Linked DNA regions of Mus musculus: region 2 is linked to region 1. Evidence: chromatin contacts called from public promoter capture Hi-C data. All regions are on one chromosome and are shown on one strand. The core of a region is the stretch at or near the end of the contact, and the rest is flanking DNA. Distances in the headings are between cores, read along the strand shown. Region 1 overlaps Csrnp3 (cysteine-serine-rich nuclear protein 3). Region 2 has its middle 33 kb from the start of Galnt3.

Evidence for each region. Promoter capture Hi-C pulls out the DNA fragments that hold promoters and counts their contacts.
Region 2: a promoter capture Hi-C map of hippocampal neurons shows a contact between it and region 1, with 1.8 times the contacts expected there. The contact joins two enhancer-like sites. A contact is called at or near these places in 8 of 39 promoter capture datasets (the 3T3-L1 cell line, 3T3-L1-derived adipocytes, cranial neural crest and 5 more).

The regions. Positions count from the first base shown.
Region 1 is chr2:65,951,306-65,957,043 of GRCm38.p6, forward strand. The region is part of intron 4 of Csrnp3 (cysteine-serine-rich nuclear protein 3); the gene reads left to right. Among named protein-coding and RNA genes, the nearest start is that of Gm52514, 26 kb to the left of the region's middle. Within about 2 kb of position 2,661, at least 26 of the 459 cell types and tissues checked have an H3K27ac peak or open chromatin away from gene starts, as enhancers often do. A contact at or near this core is called in hippocampal neurons, where this site is marked.
Region 2 is chr2:66,154,981-66,160,718 of GRCm38.p6, forward strand. No RefSeq gene overlaps it. Among named protein-coding and RNA genes, the nearest start is that of Galnt3, 33 kb to the left of the region's middle. Within about 2 kb of position 3,426, at least 9 of the 459 cell types and tissues checked have an H3K27ac peak or open chromatin away from gene starts, as enhancers often do. A contact at or near this core is called in hippocampal neurons, where this site is marked.

The DNA of each region.
Region 1 (5,738 bases), core at 1,411-3,910:
GATATTAAAATATCAAACTTATCTGTTATAAAATATAAAAGTAAAAAATGAAGCAATTTATATTAGAAACATATATTTAATAAGGTATATGATTATTCTCTAGAGTTTAAAAGCATATCTATAAATAAATATTTTTGAGACCCAGTCTGAAGTATTCAAGGCTAGCCTCCAATTTGCTATGTAGCAGAAGGAAATGGTACTGAAAGCCTGGTCCTCCTGACTTTACTTTCTAAGGGGTGTAATTATGTCTCCATGCCCTGTGCATGTTACCTTAGGGACTGAACCCAGGGCTTTGTGTATGCCAGGCAGGCGCTCTACCAAATGAGACACCATTCTGCTCCACCCTCATCTACTTAACTTTTTTGAGATGCAAGCTAAGGCATGCCACAAAGATAATCCATACTAGAAAACACAATTAATTCGTAAGTAAAGCATTTAACAATCATAGTAATAAAAGTAGATTAACGTACTTACACACATATTATTAAAATGAAATCATAAAGAGTTCACCGCTATGAAGTGAGTATTCCTCCCGCTAATAGAAAATAGTATACCAAAAATCTGGGATTAGCCACAGTATACGTTGTCGGTGCACATGTTGCCTTAATGACTGTGAAATTCAGAAAGTACTTTGTCAGTATAAAAACCATTCAAATATTTCTGGTTCTGTATTCAGAAAATATATGTGAAAGGAGAAACATCAAGAGCAATAGAAAATTGTGTTGGCGTTTGATTGTAGTGTGAGAAGGCGGGAGGGGGAGGGAGAAAGCAAGGTCAGAGTGGGAGAGTGATTCATTACATTACAGTAACCCATTAATGAAGTTATTTTCATGATAGTTATAAAGACTACACCGTATGTAGAACACTTATGAGATTCTGGGAAGAAAGGCAGAAGACAGAATTTTCTTTATACTAACAGGGGAATCCTATACATGCTCAAAAGCAAAGACTGGTTCATTGACTTGAAAATTGGAAACAATTTGATTTGTTGAAAGATTAGGATGATGGATGGGATTTATAGCCACGAATTTTTATTTCTGTTACTGTCATAATGCATTCCCAAGAGATATGTTTCAAAGTTGTGCTGCAAAAAAAACCAACCCCCCCCAAAAAAAACCCAATAAATTTGTATTGATGTATGCAGAACAGTGGGATGAAGTTGCAGGAGGAATCAAGCTGGACAATATCACAGCCAAGTCACAAAGTCTCTCTCTCTCTCTCTCTCTCTCTCTCTCTCTCTCTCTCTCTCTCTCTTTCTCTCTGTGTGTATGTGTGTCTGTCTGTCTGTCTGTCTTTCTCAGTTTCTCTGTGTGTGTCTCTGACTCTCTCTGACTCTGTGTGTGTGTGTGTATGTCTCTCTCTTTCTGTCTCTCTTTCTCTGTCTCTCTCTGTGTCTCTAACTCTGTCTGTCTGTCTGTCTGTCTCTCCGTGTGTGTGTGTGTGTGTGTGTGTGTGTGATTTATGTTCAGGAGCCTAGTAGGGCCAGAAAAAGGTCCTTGATCACTTGAAGGTGGCGTTGAAGGTGGTTGTGAACTGCTCTGGTGGGTGCTGTCCTCTGGAAGAGCAGCAAATGCTCTTACCTGCTGAACCATTATTCCAACCTCACAAATTCTAAGTTTTAAAGGCAATTTGGTTATCGATTGGATTACAGTGGCCTTTCCAGAGATAGTAGTCTGTTTTACTCCCTGCCTTCCTATTATGGGCGAGCTGGGGGAGGGGATGTGTTGTAGGAGATAGTGAAGAATCAATTACAATGCTTCCACCTAAAATATAAAAGACAAGAGCATGTCAACCTATTCGAGAGCGCTAGTTAAAACTTTTGTTCCTTTCTTTTTAAATGTATTTTAAGGCTGAATACAGGGGCATCCAAGCTCTTTGAAAACAGGCAGCTAGATCTTGGTGAGTTTCAGGCCAGCTTGGCCTACATATATAGACTTCCAGGCCAGCCAGCGCTACAAAGGGAAAAAAAAATCCATAATAATAATTAAAATTATTTGCTACTCTAGAAATTGATGTGTAACAATTTAGAAAATACACATACATATATTTTACTATTTCAATTAGATTAGACAGATGTTCATTAGCAATATCTTCTTGATGGTAATCTCTGATTATAATCTTTTGAATATTTACTAATGAATCCCTGTGCCCCTAACTTGCTTTCCTACAATCGAAAATGAAGACAGCAGCCCTTCTTGAAATAAGGAATTTTTAAAACCATTAAACCTTTGCGGCAATGTGAAGCAATTTACATTCACAGTGAGATTCTGAAATTGTGGTTTCCCCTTATATAAATCTCAGTCATCCTGGCTTTATCCTTTCAATTTAAATGAGTGGGTGTACTCATCGCAGGGTAGCCACCAGCACACTGTATGTTACAGCATTTTGTTGTTTTTGCAAATATAGAAATTAATAAGATTGGTTGGTACATGTCAGCCGCCGTGGTAATGCAAAATGTCATACTATTCTAAGCCTCCTGTTCAGGCATTTCAATTTGTAGCATACCCCATTATGATAATAACAGCTTCAAAATGTAAATTAGGGAGAATATGATGGCTTTTCCCTTGAACTTCTAAATTTTGCTAGGCAACCAGCACACTTACCAGTGTTCAACCAAGGTCGTAGTTTGTACTCTCCTTGGAATAGAAGCAGCAGATTCCATAGGACCGAGGGACGCTTTGTTTCTCCACATCCCTGTGGCTCCTCAGCCAGTCATTCTGTCAAAAGGAGAGCTTCAGGGAAAAGACAGGAATGATATTTTTCCCCTGCCCTCTGAAGGCTCTTGTCACGTCGCATAAATAACGAGAAGCTGTGTGGTGAAACACGGTCCCTAAAGGAACACGTCTCCTGCAGCAGTGTGCATACCAGAGACAGATAAACGCATACCGTACAGGACTTGAAATGCAAAGGGGGTCAAAGGATGGCCTCTCAACACTGCACATGGGAGCGGGTAGTGAATGCCTCTCCCCATTGCTAACGTTTTCCGAGTCACAGACGGCTTCCATACAGTTGAGTTCCTTTAACGTGCAGAAATTGCTATGCAATCCGGAGTTATTACAGCATTAACAAAAGTGGAAATTAATCATCAGAGATGTGGTTATGATTTTTCTTAAGAGCTGAGAACATGGCTGTCTCCCTCTTTCCCTTGCCGGTCCCTCGGCCCACCTTTTTCTCTGAATCCGCAGAGCATAGACCTATGAGTCAAATTTTTCTCCAGTTGCTCCTTCTCAATTATTCTCATTTCCTGTTAGGCTTTGATCTGGAGAATCAGTAGAAAGTGAATGTGAAGGTTTCCTTGGTGGTACAACTGGTCTTTATTAAGCAGTTAAACTATACTAAGGACTCAGAGTCAACTTCAAGAATGTTACATAATTTGTGTCACAAAGCTTATATCCATGTATAAGTGAAAGCTCTAAGAAGTGAGTATTACTGAGGTAAATGTCACAGATACCCCACACTGGGGCATTATTTTGGAAACTCATTTTTTGCAGAGGTAGTTGTAGCAATCTATTCCTTGCTTCCATATTTTTTTTTAAACGACTAGAGGAACATCTAGGCAGAAGGTCGGTGTAGGTATTTTATGATACTAAAAAATCTCCTTTTTACTCTGTGATACTGCCTGTAAAAAATGAGACTCCAAGAGCCCTAAATGTGATAACAAATATAAGCAATATAAAGTAATCCCTGAAATGTAACTAATTCAGTGAGATGTATAGCTCTGCCCCCCCCCATACCCATAACTTTGGAAAAAATAAACAGCATGAACTTGTGCGGACAGACCTGAAACCAGCTGCAGACCACCGCTGCCATCATGGCAATCACCACCAGGTCACATGCACTTCTGGATATCACAGATAGATCAGCTGAGTCATTAGATGTTTGGTCTAGTTCTCAGAAATAAGGCAGTTCAAAGTAGGGCTAATAATGAGAGAAGGACGAGCCTACAAACTGGTACTATAGAAAACATTAACTTGAGTATTCTGTAAGGCGTATTGATTGATTGATGCTGTGGAACTGGTATTACTTGCCTTTACCGGAGAGGCTGTGGAGATCAATAACGATGTGTTGGAACTAGCTAGCTAGCCACGTGACGTCTTCTGGAGATGCAGATCCTGTTCAGGCTGCGATGCCCTTTCTGTTGTCTTCCAAACTGACTACTTAAATTCTCTGTTTGCTACAAGGTTCACATAAAATCTTTCCACACTAAGTCTCACCTTAGTTTTCCTTTTTACCACTTACTTGGAGGCCACTGGCCTTCTACTGACGTTTAAAAGCATGAGCAATGACGGGGTCTCTTCTTCCAGTTGGTGTATACTAGCAGGCAGCAAAGCCTGTGACTGGGCAGTTGCTCGCTGGTGGCTCATTGTCTGTTTTCTGTTGTGAAGTCTTTACTTACTTGCATTCGTGACCCTGGCCAGCACTCCATGAAGCACCTCAGAAGCTCCTGCAGAGTGTTTTTACTAACCTAGGAGATACACAATTCCTGTCATCCAGTTTGGACTGTAGCCCCCTCTCTTCCACCTGCCTGTGTGCGACCTCATTCTCTTGGCTTCCCTACAGTATTGCACCCATTGCTTGTCTCTTTCTTTTCTGGTACTCCTGGTTAAACCCAGGCCTCCCACCTCCTAGGAAGCTTGTGAACCACCAGGCTGTACCCAACCCCCCAGCACCTACAATCCTTTCCTGCTGTACCACTTGCTCTCTTAGGAGAAAATGAAACCAATGTCACTTCCCCAGAACAGCTTCTCATTGGTGCACCATAACCCTCTTTCTAGATATCCAGAGTCAATTTTCTTTCTCAGCTCACTGTCTATAATTCTCCCAGCTCCTCCTCTGTCTTCTCTCCCCTTGTACACAGCATCTCTCTTGCCTCCCCATCATCCTGCACCCTTTCTTTATATCTGTCTTCCATTGTGTGTCCTTATATTATTAAGCAGTGTGCTTCACATGTGCTTTTAAGGATGGGTGTATGTTCCAGGAAGGCAGGAACAAGGTCCTCCTGTGCCTAGCAGCCGGTAAACACTTTAATGTTTGTATAATTCGATGAGTATATGGACAACTGATTAGGCCTTAACTACCTGGCATTCATTTCTGTACTAGTAGGAGGTAGAAATATAAAAACAAATAGAACACAATCTGCTTTGCAAAGAACTTTACAGTCAGTGTCACCTTAGCATCTTTCCAACACTTACTGTATTCTGTTTTTCACATCATAACTATTGGTGCAAGCCCCTCATCTTTTCTGAATAGTTAAAGAACTTAACTATTCATTAGTGTTTTGCTATTTTTATTGGTTCTGATTCAACTCTTGCTAAATACTTAGTAAACAATTTTATATTGTATAACTTGTCTTTTTCAATAGAACTAAATCACATAAACTAAAAAAAAAAAAGTGGTATATTTATTTAGGACCTAATAGTGGGGTGGAGATTAGTGAAAAATGCATATGAATTCACAGGTTAATAGTAACTCACGGTTTGATGGGTGTCATTGTGAAGTGTCAGGATCCTGGTTTATTAGATATCGTATTCAAATATGCACATAGTGGTGAGCTGTGTTTTAAGAAGGATTCCACGGTCATTATGTATTCCCAGCACGTTCTTCCTGGTTTCATTTGCTTATATATAGCTTCCCCAAGCAGAAGCCGCACTGCTGCTTAATTGGAGGCTGAAGCCGTGCAGCTGTTTATGCAGTAGCTAGCTGTATCACACCCTTGAGGGGATGCAAGTTGCTTTCAC
Region 2 (5,738 bases), core at 2,176-4,675, 200 kb after region 1:
GAGACATTTGGGAAGCTCACAGATTAGAGGCCAGGTGGGACAATAGGTTGCTTTTGACCAAAGTGCTTGTGTCTCAATGCCTTTAGCAACACTGATTCTGTGTTACACCTGTCCTTATCACCATTATGTCTATTATTTAATGTAATCTGCCTCATTTTGAATAACTATATGCATTATCTTATGTTATGTGCAATATCGTAAGGCAGGTGTAATGAGACCAATTGTGTGTGTGTTTGTGTGTGTGTGTGTGTGTGAGAGAGAGAGAGAGAGAGAGAGAGAGAGAGAGAGAGAGAGGTGTTGGGGGAGAGGAGCAGGTATGCCTTCTCATGCAAGTGTATATGAGCAAGCCCTAAGGGCTTTGAGAAGTGTTTTGAGAAATGGTGCCATTTGAGTAACAGGCATCTGTTTTCTTGCTGAGGTCCTGCCCCAGAGAACGTCATTAATGTGTCTGCTGGACCGGAAGGAACACAGAATTTCACAGAGAATCAAAGCTCTTTTTGATGAGGACATTTGATAAGAAATATCTTGAGCTGTAGTTATGCTGGGATCCTAATTACTGAGAAACAGAAAAGCCATGTGCAGAAGTCTTTCTGTCAGGCAGGCCTAACACTGCCAGACTTGTTTTCTCATTCGTTCACTCGCTGAATCTCAGAGACATAAACCTTAAAGGCAGGTTTTGAGAACGGGAAACTTTAAAGCCGATCGAAGACAAACTTGATGTTGTGACTGCCGTACCTTTGTCGGTTTTCTCTAGTATGAGAAAAAGGGTAAACCTCACTCACTAAGAGAAAGAACTGAGGATCGTGTTGTGTTTGACACCACATTAGAGATAATAAATATCACTAAATGGCTATGTAGATGGATGCCAGCAAAAGCTTGTGAGACAATTCCTGTGATTATATTGGAGAAGTTTTAATGATGGAAGGGTGGCAATTAAACACAATGGTAAAACGACACGCAGCGACTGATTCGTTGTGCATTTAAATACATTCTGAACGCAAGGCTGAGATGCCTGGGAAGGAGGAGCCTGACAAGCCTGCAGAGAGTCACACAGAAGCTTGAGTTCCTGCTGGACTTGGTGACACAATGTTGCTTATTGCTTAAATCTATTTTCCTGTTATTTGTAGCTAAATGCATTACAGTTGATTCTAGATCAATGGATTTACTTCTAGTGGAGCATATTCTTTACAATAGCTACAGTACGCTTGTCTTTTCCCCCTAGACAATGCTCCACTGTACTAGAAGATTTAGGAAACTCTGTAATTGGAAATTACTCTCCTGAGCCATGCTGGGTGTGGAGCCATTTAAAAGGCAGTGCTGTGGGTGTCCAGAGAGTTTTAACGACTTTTTAGAAAATACCTAGAAAGAAACTTCCTTCCCTTAGTCAGTGGGAGATGCCAGAGACTAGAAATAACTTTTTTTTTTCTTTTTGCTTATGATAGCGACCACTCTCCCTTTGTTTTTGTTCTTGTTCTTGCTTTTGCTTTGGTTTGGTTTTGTTTCCTTTGTTGCCTGTGTGGCTCGTCACTGATCCTCATATACAAATTTATACTTTTCAAATATCTACATTTTAAAAGATATCAGAACTGGTAACAATGCAGTTAATGAGATATATTTTATTTAATTCAATATATCCAAGTTATCGTTTCAAAATTCAATCAAAATTTCACAAGTTCATTTACAGTATTCATTTCATACTGTCTTTCAGATCCTGAATGTATCCTGTACTTCTAGCATATCTCAAGTGTTCAGTAAACAGTATAGGGGTATACATGTATCTTCTCTGTTTCATCCACAGCATACAATACTCAGCACATAATATATAGCAGCAAGCTGCATTGCCTTGCTCTCTGAAGCAGCATTAGACTAGTGTTATTCTTTTCCCAGGTCTGATTTAATTCAATCTTACATGTTTCTAATGCAGAGGTGAGATACCTAATACCTAATACCTTGGTGGGCACAGGGGATGTCATGACCTCATCTGTCCTTAAGGATGTTCTTATTATTCTCTATAGAATGTCACTTTTTTTTTAATGCTATTGGTTAGAAATATTACAGTGCATTCTAGGGATGCTGATCTTTCGACTACACATTGACTGGAAATATAAATGAATCGAGTACTGCTTTTTCCTGGGTCAAGTAGAATAGTTATGCAAGGTACAAACGCTTAGACTAGAATCAAGTCTTTGTTCTTTTCTCTTTAGGTTAAAAGTGTTTTATGTATGGTTACTTAAGTGGCAAGTATCTTAGCAAGTAGATTAAGAGTCCAAACATGTATTATTGTAGAGACCATAAATTTTAATCAAACAAATGATTGTTGTTTTTTAAGGCTGACATTTAGACACCTTTATTAACTTCCTACTCATAGAACAGGAACCATAGCATTGTAAATAGAGCTATTTGTGTAGACCTAAACATATCTTTCCAGTTCATTTTCATTTTTTAAAAAAAAATCCCTTAAACTAGCTACACCCCAGAAGCTTCCCAGCAGAAATCCCATTCCTGGACTCTCCTGCAGCTCAGTGTGTGGCACACTTGATTTCTGGTCAGCAGAGTACATCATAGAAATGTGTCTGCCACTTCTGATAGTAGCCTTAGAGCAGAGGGGAGGGTGCATTTCCTCTGGGCTTTTCTGTGATGGCCAGAATTCAGGCAATAGGCAGAGCTGGGGCAGCCACCATAAACCATACAGTGGGAATGGGACACCAGAGAGAGAAGAGGCCTGGGCTGCTACATTCATGAGAATGTAGTCAGAGCAAAAGTTCTAGCCCACCTACCTAGGCTTACATAGAAAACCAGTTTCTGGTTTCTTTCATTGCTTACTGATATTTATTGTCTGTAACTTGCCACTGAAGCTAACACATGTCTAATCCATAAGAGTTTTAAGAGTTAAGTAGGCTAGCATATGCAGAATGCTTCCTGTTGTGTCTGGCACACAGAAACGCAGGTGCTTGATGCATGACTGCTGTTCCTCAGGATAAAGTACTGCCTTCAAAGGTTACTGTCAGAGTCAAGTGGCAACTGTAAGAGAACATGGTTTCTAATCTGGGAGTTTGAGAAAGCATGGTACGAGTGTTGCTCATCTTCATTAAATTAGTATAGGGGGTTAGCCAACTGCCAGTGATCTACTTAGATCAATCCACTTAATGAAAATTGGATACAGACTTCTTCGCTTTTGCTGGGTTTACTTAGTTTTAGGCAATTATGAATGCCCATAGCCTTGTCCTTACATTTAAAGCTAAGACACTCCTTTGAGTAGTGGAAAGAAAACTGTTAGATCCTGATGAGACTGTGGCCTATGCCATCTGTTTACTTTTAGCTGAACACACTCACGACTACAGGCTGGAGAGCTGGAGAGCTTAGCAGGTTGTGGCATTTGCTGCCAAGTTTGACAAGCTGACTCCAATCCCAGCAACCCACTTGCTGGACGGGAAGAAGCCATTCCTCCAGCTGTCCTCCGACCTCCACACGTGCACCCTGGCACATGCACACAGCCTCAGTAAGTAAGTAAGTAAGTAAATGTATGAAAGCTTTAAAGTGCATCATTCTAAAAAATCACTGTAGTGTTTATGATTAAAATAAATCACAATCTTAAAGGCTTGAAGAAAATCCCTGAAACTCCACTCCAACAATTTAATGAACAAATGATTATAAATAAAGGGTTTGTTTCCTGCATGAAAAGCAGGTTAACATGTTCCCTGCAAATAAAAAGAGGAACGAGGAACAGAAACCATTCCTTGAGGAAGTCCAAAACTTAGCATTCAGACTCGTAGACAGCAGCTGTTTTGCTTTCTTTTCCAAATTAAAACATCTCCCTCACAGTCAGCTATTGGATGGATCACAGGGCCCCCAATGGAGGAGCTAGAGAAAGTACCCAAGGAGCTAAAGAGATCTGCAACCCTGTAGGTGCAACAACATTATGAACTAACCAGTACCCCAGAGCTCTTGACTCTAGCTACATATGTATCAAAAGATGGCCTAGTTGGCCATCACTGGAAAGAGAGGCCCATTGGACACACAAACTTTATATGCCCCAGTACAGGGGAACGCCAGGGCCAAAAAATGGGAATGGGTGGGTAGGGAAGTGGGGGGGAGGGTATGGGGGACTTTTGGGAGAGCATTGGAAATGTAATTGAGGAAAATATGTAATAAAAAAAATTAAAAAAAAACATCTCCTGGATATTTTTTTTAATATAGGTAGATGTTTATCTGTCTCAGTTTTATACCTTCAAGGAAGACATTTATACATTTTTACTATTTCATTAACAGTTGTTAATAAATTATTTGTAAAATAAACAAGACTTCCTAAAATGAGTATAGTTAACAATTTAGCATCATGAGAATAACATTAGGTAATTAAAAAATGCTTAGCAAAACTTCTGACACACAGTTAGTGATGAATAAATAATCAAATGATGGTATTACAATGATGAATAAAATTGACTGAAGCCAGTACATTTTTATTTCTAGAGAAGTGCTTTATTGTGTATTACATATGGCTTTGTATGTAATACTCACCACTGTATTGTTCTGCATATGTATATTCTTCATTATATTGTATGTTTTCATGTTAAAGTCTCCCACTTAGACTGTGTCTTGTGGTGTGTGTAGGCACTGTGTTCTAGCAATCGGGTTGATTGTTAGACTCAGGTCTCCTCTTTACTGGATCTGCCCAGGCAAAATGGAACAAATTTGTTTTTGACTGTCCTTCTGTCAACAGCTAAGACAAAAGAGAAGTTATTTGCTTTTAGGCATTTAAAAACTTATAAATAGAGATTATCTGAAGAAAGATGCCTGCTGGGTAGGACTTGGCGACAGCCTTCTCTATAGACACAAGGTCTGACAATGACAGTGAGGCCTTTGAGTGGTGCTTAAGCTATGTGTTGCAACCCCATTGGAAGGTTACCTGACCTTTTCCCAGGGGTCATATATCAGATACCCTGCAGTCAGATATTTACATTATGATTCACAACAGTAGCAAAGTTACAGTTTTGAAGTAACAATGAAAATAACTTTATGGTTGAGGGTCACCACAACGTGAGGAACTGTGTTAAAGGATCCCAGCATTAGGAAGATTGAGAGCCAGTCCTATGGCTAAGGAGGAGCTGAGGGAATCTGTGGGGTCCCAGGAAAGTGAGGCAAGGATGGCTAAGGGCTCTGGGGCAGAGCCAGCTCTGTGTGACAGATCCTCACCCAGCAAGGACAAATGGTAAGTTTCTCTTGGTTGACAGAGGCTTTCTCCTTTTAAATCTAATTGATTTGCCATTGCCAAAACATTTTATGTATAGTTATACTAGAGCTGAAAAATGACTGGAAAGGAAGAAAGGTGGGGAGGGGAGAACAGTAGTTTTCAAATGCAAACATACTCTTCTTCAGTAGGAACACAGGTAAATGATGTTAGGATAAGTGAATCCAACCGTACCCCCTTTCTTGAACGGCAATATCCAGAAACGTATATGCATAGAATGTCAGCCACATGACAACAGCACCTCTGTAAGACACCGCTGCTGGAGGTTCAAATTATCATGACTTGGTGAGATATAACATCGGCCCCAGGAACATTTCATAGTTTTTGCTAGCTCTGTGAGCTTGGAATCCATTCCTCAAAACATCAGGGATGCTCCATGCATGGAAGAGATGACACCTTACCATGAAGCATCCTCCATGTGGTAGGCAGCTTTGTATAATTTGTAGAAAGCCCTTGCTGGAAGAGTTTCACTTGAGATGGCTGAGACACT